3 separate regions of the Sus scrofa genome follow, and all the other regions are linked to region 3. A link is a contact called in public HiChIP or PLAC-seq and promoter capture Hi-C data. All regions are on one chromosome and are shown on one strand. The core of a region is the stretch at or near the end of the contact, and the rest is flanking DNA. Distances in the headings are between cores, read along the strand shown.

Evidence for each region. Promoter capture Hi-C pulls out the DNA fragments that hold promoters and counts their contacts. HiChIP or PLAC-seq counts read pairs in DNA pulled down with a chosen protein or histone mark.
Region 1: a contact with region 3 is called in an H3K27ac HiChIP or PLAC-seq map of alveolar macrophages. The contact joins the enhancer-like site here to the promoter of ATP5S in region 3. A contact is called at or near these places in 8 of 47 Hi-C or Micro-C datasets (alveolar macrophages, embryonic fibroblasts, fetal heart ventricle and 5 more) and 2 of 2 datasets of contacts at active chromatin or transcription factors (alveolar macrophages and skeletal muscle).
Region 2: a promoter capture Hi-C map of fetal liver shows a contact between it and region 3, with 2.4 times the contacts expected there. The contact joins the promoter of NEMF here to the promoter of ATP5S in region 3. A contact is called at or near these places in 1 of 5 promoter capture datasets (fetal liver), 9 of 47 Hi-C or Micro-C datasets (embryonic fibroblasts, epiblast stem cells, heart right ventricle and 4 more) and 2 of 2 datasets of contacts at active chromatin or transcription factors (alveolar macrophages and skeletal muscle).

What each region holds. Positions count from the first base shown.
Region 1 is chr1:180,527,377-180,530,436 of Sscrofa11.1, reverse strand. It overlaps NIN (ninein), which reads left to right. Exons shown (of 34, transcript XR_002346861.1): 13 at 306-442; 14 at 759-899; 15 at 1,158-1,332. Among named protein-coding and RNA genes, the nearest start is that of NIN, 93 kb to the left of the region's middle. Within about 2 kb of position 1,601, at least 4 of the 83 cell types and tissues checked have an H3K27ac peak or open chromatin away from gene starts, as enhancers often do. A contact at or near this core is called in alveolar macrophages, where this site is marked.
Region 2 is chr1:179,669,594-179,672,661 of Sscrofa11.1, reverse strand. NEMF (nuclear export mediator factor NEMF) reads left to right here and starts at 1,437. Exons shown (of 33, transcript XM_001924630.5): 1 at 1,437-1,762; 2 at 2,623-2,691; 3 at 2,810-2,912. The coding sequence starts at 1,704.
Region 3 is chr1:180,067,734-180,070,613 of Sscrofa11.1, reverse strand. It overlaps ATP5S (ATP synthase subunit s, mitochondrial), which reads right to left and starts at 1,457. Exons shown (of 5, transcript XM_013993389.2): 1 at 1,307-1,457. The coding sequence starts at 1,442. L2HGDH (L-2-hydroxyglutarate dehydrogenase, mitochondrial) reads left to right here and starts at 1,446. Exons shown (of 10, transcript XM_001926818.5): 1 at 1,446-1,688. The coding sequence starts at 1,549.

The DNA of each region.
Region 1 (3,060 bases), core at 352-2,851, 460 kb before region 3:
ATTATTGACAAAGAAATTTCTTAACTGATTTCTCATTGGTAAGGATTAGAGTTTTACTGTTGTGTTTTTTTACAGTGCCAGATACCAGTTTTTAAAAAGCATGCTTACAATCATGTTTTCCTTAGAGCTTAGTTATGTTCTGGATTGAATATTTTTGCTAAGGAATCACTCAAGAAATATAATCATCCAACTTTTAGACTATAAATTCAGTCCTCTGAGTTTGTATAACTTTCTGCTTTTTTGTAATACTTTCTGCTTTGAGAGGATAGAACTTGTGATTATCTTGAACTTGTTCTGATTTCTAGGCCTTGGATTTCAGCCTTGATGGAAATGTCAACTTGACAGAATTGACGCTGGCTCTTGAAAATGAGCTTTTGGTTACCAAGAACAACATTCACCAGGCGGCTCTGGCCAGCTTTAAGGCTGAGATCCGGCATTTGCTGTGAGTTGAACAGAAAGTTCACTTGTTCCATTCCCTTTCCTACTTGGGGAGCAAGCCATTCCCATACCTGTGACATACATGCTTCCAATCTGTACGCAAAGGAGGCTGATCTGTCTTCTCACTTGTGTGAGAACGAGGCAGAGCTTAGATTTGCATGTAGGCTTTTGAAGAGGGCTGTGGAATGTCTTTGTGCTTTGGACGGGTTTTGGTTGTCTTGGTTTTGTTTTTGTATTGAAGCAAGCCAGATGAGAGCTTTTTGGGTCTACCTGTTGCTTAGAAACAGTTTCCCTTATACTTGGTTAATATCTATTTCTAGGGAGCGAGTTGATCAAGTGGTCAGAGAAAAAGAGAAGCTACGGTCAGATCTGGACAAAGCTGAGAAGCTCAAGTCTCTAATGGCCTCAGAGGTGGATGATCACCATGCAGCCATAGAGCGGCGGAATGAGTACAACCTCAGGTGTGACGGTAGGGCCAGGTCCCTTCTTTCCCATCACCCTGGCCCAGGGCAGTGGGGCTCAGCCAGCCTGCCTGCCTCCTTGGCCACTCCCGGCTGGAATGACTTGGGTGTGGCCAAGCCTGAAGGAAAACAGGACTCCCTAGACACTTTAATCAAGGAGTTTCCCATCTCTGTGACTCTGTGTTTCCATTCTTGGTGGACCCACATAGGCATCTCTGAGGGATTTGGTGGCAGCTTGTCAGTCTTTCTTCCTCACAGGAAACTGGATGAAGAGTACAAAGAGCGAATAGCAGCCTTAAAGAACGAGCTGCGAAAGGAGAGAGAGCAGATTCTGCAGCAGGTGGGCAAGCAGCGTTTGGAACTTGAACAGGAAATTGAAAAAGCAAAAACAGAAGAAAATTACATCCGGGACCGCCTTGCCCTCTCTTTAAAGGTAATTATCCAATTGGTTCTGTGGTCCGTGTCCCTGCTGGGAATACCACATGGAAAACCACAGGTCTGCCCTGGGTTTCTCGGTCTGCCTGGCTGGGTCATGACCCAGACATGGTAGAGCCCCCACTGGGATCTAGTTTTCAGGGGTGTCCAAGCTTCTGGTTTGCCAACAGCATGTCTTGTTCTTACTCCTTGAAGTTGCACTGGGTTCTCAGGGCTGTTTGGCACTTGGCTGTGGCTCTCTCCCTTCCTTGTGCCCTCCAACTTCCTCATTCTCAGCTGGCTTTATTTCCTGCCACACAGAGGCCATCAGCTTTCTTTCTCTGCTTCCAGATGTATTGTTGCCCTTATCCATTCTCCTCTCCTTCCCTGTGCCTCAGCAGAGGAAGTGATCCTTCCCTTTATTAGACTCTGACACCTGATCATATGGTACAGTGTCGTCTGGAGATGAAGAGTAGTCAGGGTTAGGGGGAGGTCTGGACTCAAGACTGTCTGGTTCCAATCTGGATACCAGTACTTACAGAAAACCTTGATCAAGGTCTCATCATTCTATGCTGTAAGTCATAGAAGCTAAGTCCTCAGTCAACCTCACTTATCAGTTTCTGAGTCCTGTTGATGGTTTGAAATGCTTCTGAGATTTATCCCATCTCTCCATGTCCACAGCTTCTGAATAGATTACTTCATTATGATTTCTCAGCTAACTTATCCGAACCCCCCCTTTGTTTTTTTTTGTTTTTTTTTTTTTTGCATCTATGCAATGTCCATATCGCCACCAGAGTTACTTACTAAAGAACACGGTACCCTTTGTAAAAGCACAACATGGCAGCACTGAAGGGCCTTGAAGAGGGGCCTGTCCTCATACCTTTCTAACCTTGGGTCCTGCCAGCAACTCTCAGTGCCTTGCCACCACCCCTGCTGCACCTGCCAGCAGCTGTCTCAGTTCCTCAATGGGCTTTTAGGTTCCTTCACTGCTTTTTCCAACACTGCAGGCCAAATGACTTTTTTGTTGCTATTACACTTAGTTTTTTTCTTGCCAGAAGATAGCACATTTTCTGTCACCTCACAGATTGTTGTATCCACATCTGTCTTCTCTGCCATGGTCCTGACTGTGTGTTCCCTGTGGTTGGCAACGGAATCTGATTTGTCAGTTTCCAGAGCATCAACAAAGGCCTGATGCACAGGGATTGCTCTTGATTGTTTTAACATCAAATTTAGACATACTTTGAAATATTAGAATTGTAGATTTGGCATTTTGGGAGAAGGTAGTTTTCTGGGAAAAAAAAACACTTCAAGCACATTCTTTTTCAATCCATGTTTCTGTGTGAGGGTGTGAATAAGACTGTATTAAAAATATATTGGGCTCTATATTCTTTTGGCAAAATATACTTCAGAAACAAAATTCTTCCAGTCAGCCTTTAGTATTGGAATAGAAAGTATGTGAAATGACACATCCATGTGGTTTTGTTTTGTTTTTTTAATGTGGGTAAAAAGCTAAAAGGTATTTTATATACAGAGGAAAAAAAGCCATCTTTAGTGTACTTCAGTTGATATTATAAAAACTTAAACATACACATTATAAAAAACATGCATGTGTAGTTTTTACATCTTTAAACAAAAATAAAACTATAAATTACATATTAACCATTGGTATCATCACTAAATGAAAATTATTAGAGTTATTTTACTTTTTATAGTTTTTCTGAGTTCTCTTTTGCTGTCAGATGAATAA
Region 2 (3,068 bases), core at 188-2,687, 400 kb after region 3:
TCCTGCTCCTATCCTGGGAGTTTTGCTATGAAGTCTTTCAGTTTTTGTATATAGAGAAGTATCTGAGAGAGTTCCCTGATGGTGCAGTGGGTTAAGGATCTGGCATTTGTCACTGTGGTGTGGGTTCCATCCCTGGCCCCCTGGAACTTCTGCATCTAAGTTTTGTCCCTTTCAATGTGGAGTTTACACATGTATTGCATTTTATGCAAAATATTTAGGCATTCTTTGGGGAATGCCTTTACTGTCAATATAAGAACTTTAGTATTGTTTATGTACAGTTAGACCTGTCGCTTTTACGGTTTTGGCTACAGTCTATCCTAAACCCTCCAAATAGCTTATTTCATATCTTGAGCTATTCTGCATGATTTACTGTGCCATTTGATGCAGTAGTGCTGCGCTATATGTGTTACAGCAGCCTCTTGGAGTCTGCAATTCCTGGTTTCTTTTGAAATGCTGAACGCGCCCTTTTAACTTAAGAGTCGCCGTCTACTGGTGAGAATTTTGCTGCTCACGACACTCAGTCTGTAGGCTCTAGAATCCTCCTAGGTCCAGATTTCTTGCCGGGCGCGGTGGCGCGCGCCTGTAATCCCAGCTACTCGGGAGGCTGAGGCTGGAGGATCGCTTGAGCCCAGGAGTTCTGGGCTGCAGTGCGCTATGCCGATCGGGTGTCCGCACTAAGTTCGGCATCAATATGGTGACCTCCCGGGAGTGGGGGACCACCAGGTTGCCTAAGGAGGGGTGAACCGGCCCAGGTCGGAAACGGAGCAGGTCAAAACTCCCGTGCTGATCAGTAGTGGGATCGCGCCTGTGAATAGCCACTGTACTCCAGCCTGGGCAACATAGCGAGACCCTGTCTCTTTTGAGTTCTTATCTTAAAATTGCTTTCTTCCCAAGTATTTATTACAGTGCAAAAACAAAAAACCATTCTTGCACGACCCTTGAAACCCCTTTGGCGGGGCAACCTTGTCTTATTTTTATTTTTATCTTATTTCACCATTATCTAGCGAAATATTTGAATATTTTGATTGCCGATCATTTATGGAACCCCTATTGTATACCAGGTACTACGCTGAGACCCCCTGCTGAGTCCCAAAAGGGGATTCCCAACAGTTAGATTGGATGAGAATCCCACAATAATGGCAAAATGGTCTTTGGAGAGCAAGACTCATCAAAAAAGGAACTCCTTATTGAGAGTTGGTTTGCTTTGATCATTGAGGGCGCCTGTAGGGCAAATGAAATAATCCACTTCGGTTAAATTTCAAAACAGTAAGCTGCAGGAAAAGGGGTCCTCCTGGCTTTGATACACAGAGCCTCACTACCCGCCTGGGGAAATGCTTCCAGTACTCCTCTCATAAATTGTTACGACCAGCAGGGGTCACTATGGAGGCTGGTTTGAGTCCCGAAACACAAGGGGGCAAAGTCACTAAACTAGTCCGTAAGCTTTTCAGGAAAGAATGCAGTTTCAAGAGAACAGTTTGGATCTATTTCGAGTGGTTTTGGTGCGAAAACCAGCAACGAAAAACAAATTGATGACGGCCTGACACTCAAACACTTCACTAAAGCGATGCAAACACGTTCGCTTCAAGGAATATTGGCCCTTCTGCGCGGCCGTAGATCCGCCAAGTGCGCCTGCGCATAAGAGTAGCGGCGTCGAGTCAGGCCGGCAGTGGAGGAAGCTGCAGAATCTTCTCTCGTACCTCGCCATGAAGACTCGCTTTAGCACTATTGACCTCTGCGCGGTACTAGCCGAGCTGAATGCCAGGTACTGTACGATAGGTGACCAGGCTCGTGCGGGGAGTGCAGGAGGCAGAGTCGCAGCCCCACGGTGGAGACAAGACTGGCCTGGTGTTTCCCCTCGGTCCCCCCAGTGCAGCCCTTTATGGACCTGGTTAGGCCTGAGTGGGCGAGCGCGTGACATCTTTCCCGGGCCCTCAGGATACCCGGGCGGGGGGGACCCGGGGGACCCCAGCAGCTGAGTGCCTCATGTGCTGCTAGTCTTGCCAGGTCTTAAGTCAGCTTCTGGCGGGTTCACGTCTTACTGTCCTGAGTCGCCTGGGTCTGGCAGCTACGTTTAGTGAAAACCGACACGCCAGTTGGACGCCAGGACGCCAGAGTAGTCATTTGCTCCAGAGGTTTCCAGACCCGACCCTTAGTTTGTTAGACTCTCTTCCTCATCCCAAAGACAGACCAGTATCGCCGTTTTAGCTGGAGGTAGCAGATTCGCGTGAGATTTGGCGTCTAGTCTGGTCTCTATTATTCACCTGTCATATTTGAGCTTTGTCATATTTCCCAGGGTCTTGTTTGCGTTTTTTCTTTTAAAATAAATTAAGTGGAATCGATTTACTATATTTCCTTAGAAAATGTTGGATCATTTTAAAGACTCAATGCGTTGTATGGTATTCCTAGAGCTGATAAGCCATTTTTGTTCTAAAGTAGTTAAATTCAAGTTTTGAGCTGAGTGCCTGATGGCGTTCAGATTGTGCTCCCTGTTTGAGTCCCTGTCTTTAGAGTCGAAGATCTCCTTTTTCGAAGACTCTACTTCCGCCTACAGATTTAAATTGTGTGAGGTTTTATGTTTCAAGTGGTACTATGATTTGTTATATGTTTCCTTTCTTTTTGCAGCTTGCTAGGAATGAGAGTAAACAATGTTTACGATGTGGATAATAAGACATATCTTATTCGTCTTCAAAAGTAAGAGCATTTTGTAGGCTTATTAGATGTTTTGTAATTAAATATGAGATTTTTTTTTTAAACATGAGTTAGCGCTGGCAAATGCCCTAAAGAAAATTTTGACTTTTTCCTTCTACAGACCAGACTTTAAAGCTACACTTTTACTTGAATCTGGCATACGAATTCACACGACAGAATTTGAGTGGCCTAAGAATATGATGCCATCTAGCTTTGCCATGAAGGTAAATTTTAAGTTATACTAGAAGCAAAATCTTAAGGCCCTGAGATTGGTCACTGACCATTGAAGTTTTAAACTTTAGTTTTTATTCACTGTTATGAATAAAATAGAGATAAAGGTAGAGTAGTTGATAGATACTAGATGAATAAAGGATATGTTT
Region 3 (2,880 bases), core at 208-2,707:
AAACGAGGGGTACCTGAATAAGATCCATGGCCTGTGTCGATGTCATTTTCCTGGTTGTGATATTGTATGATCATTTTAGAAGATGTTATCACTTGACTGTTTCTTACAACTACATGGGAATCTACAATTAGCTCAAAATGAAAAATCGAACTAAAAACTATTTCTTTTTTTTTCATTTGTGATGAACGAGCAGGTAACATTCCACAATGTCTTCACAAATAAAGAAAATATGTACAACTGTCCAGGTGATAAAACCATTTAAACATAACAAAAGCCATCATTTTATTGAACACTTTTCTGTGCTAAACATCTGATAAGCCTTATATCATATAATCTGCAAAAAAAGCCCTATGAGGGAGAACTCCTAGTTCACAGAGGAGGTTCTGAGGCGAAGAGGTGAAATGACTTCCCCAAGCTACCTGATTAATAAGTGGAGCCAAATTCAGAGAGGTATCAAGCCCTTCCAGCAATAAGGCTACATCATTCTATTTTCGTTCCCTTCAGCTGTCCTGACCCTAAAGATTAAAAACTTCCATCAAGCATAGGGAGCATAGCGATAAACAGGCATAGCGATACAGAATCACGTAGTTTTACAAAGGTCTTTCAAAGATCACATAGTCCACTTCCTTCATTTTACAGATAAACAGATCTGAAGTGACCTGCACAGGTGAGTCGCTATTCTTAGCCCCGCACAGCATATTTAAAACTGTATCTCGGTCCAGGATTTAAGAAAAGGAAACAGATTGCTAAATAATTATAGAGACCAAGCCCTCTGGTTCACCAAGCCTCTTAATATTTAAAGGACCAATAAATGACTGAAAGAATGACGCGCTAGGAGGCCCATATATAGAAGTCCAGGAAACTGCAGGCTAACAGGCGTTGCCATGACAGACCCTCGGTTCGAATGAAGCTAGGGCGGGGCAGCGAGCGCCCCTACGTGGGTGGGAGACTGCGGTGCCCAGCAAAGGGCCTTGAGTGACGTGGAGAGGGGTTGAGAGGGGGTGGGGCCTCCGGTGCGGGGCGGGGCCTTGAGTGACGCGGGGCTGGGCTTCGAGAGTCGCAGACAGAGGGAGGTTGAGAAGGCGGGGCCTAGAAAAGGGAGGTTGTTGGGCCTGCCCAAACCAAAATTTTTTCCATAATCATCCCCCGACTTTCTCTCGCGGCCCCGAGTCCACTCGGCAGCGAAGTCGAGGACGCGAGAGTCGGCACGCCAGATTTTCAGTCTGCCCAGCTAGGGCAGAAGGGAAAAGGCAGAGCGTAACCACCCCCTAGTCCCGCCCCGCTCGGGGACTAGCTCCTTACTCACAGCGTCGAAGGGAGGGAGGGAGCGAGTGAGCGTCCCTGGCGTCTACGGTAGCGCCGGCCTGCCCTTCGCCCTTTGCCGCGCGCGCCCATTGGCCATTAATGGCGGCTCCCACGTGAGGCAAAGGCGCGCCTCTCATTGGCCCCTGCGCAAGAGGCGGGGCTAGACAGCACTGGGACTTGGGCAGTGCTGGGATCCAGGGCCGCTTCTGGGGCTTGAGGCAGGGTAGGAGTGGGGCACCGGTGATGGTGCCGGCGCTGCGTTACCTGGGCAGCGTCTACGGACGTGCCCGCGGGGCTTTCTCCGGAGGCTTCCTCGCTGCTGGCGCGCCCGCGCCAGGGAACCTCTGGCTGTTGTGCCAAGGTGGCCGCAGAGCCAGCACCAGGTGAGTAGCCGCTGGCCCGCCCCCGCCGCTTGCGCTGCTTCTCTCAGAAGTGCCTGGTGCTGGACCTCTGCCCTTGCTCTGTTTCCCTGTCCTAGGCGCGAGAGAAGGTCGAGATCTTGTGCAGCCCGGGCTCCAACCTCTGATCCCAGGAGCTACCTGCTGGAATCGTTCGTAGTGTCTGTGAGGAAAAGAGTAAGAAAGGCAGTGTTGAGTAGAGGTCAAGAATACTTGAGGCTTTGAATACAAATCCACCACCTCCTAGTCCACTCTGGGAGGGTTACTTAAGCTCCTTAAAGGCTCAGCTGTGAATAGGATCCTAGTCTATTGCGTAGGTGGTCGTTTGCGGGATTAAAGGACCTAGCACACTGTAAACAATCAAATAGGCTGTTTATTCGCTGGCCTCCATGGTTTTACTTGGAAGGTCTGAAACCGGTCTTAAATCAGTTCTTGGCACACACATGCTGCATAGAGTTGCCCCTGTGAGAAGCAGCTCAGTTAGTTGCTAGGCAAACCCTGCAGAATTCAGCATCCTGTGATTCGAAGTTTGGAGACTTTCTCTGCTATCTGTAGAGGGAATGGTTTATGCGAAGGTTTCAAAGCTGGAAAGTTCTTGGTTGTTGAGAGAACTAGAATGTGAGCAAGATCAGTGTGACTGGAGCTTAGAGGAACAGAGACCGTGTGGAGAGGGGCTGCACCACAGCAGGGTTTTTGTGTTAACTATGTATGAAACCTTGTTCTAAGACCGCTAGGAGTCTTTTAGAGGATTTCTAAGAAGTGATTAAATGTTGATGTTTCAAAAGTTGACTCTGGCTGCTATGTATTAGTAGATTGGAGAGGGGTTAGAGTGGAATAGGATTTAGTGATTCATCGTGTGGGTATGTAGACAGTTCTTTTAGGAACTTTTTCTTAAGAGAAGAAAAGTAAGGTGAGTGAAGTTTCATTTATACTTTTTATTTTGAGGTAATTAAAGATCCATAGGAAGTTTAAAAAGAGCAGAGAGTACTCATGTAGCCTTTTTCACCCAATTTACCCCAATAATAACATCTTACATAACTGTAATACAGTATCAAAACTAGGAAATTGACGTTGGTACAATCCATAGACCTTGTTCAGATTTCATCATTTAAATGCACTCATTTGTGTATTTGTGTGTGTTTCTATGCAGTTTAATCACATGTGTTAATTTGGGTAA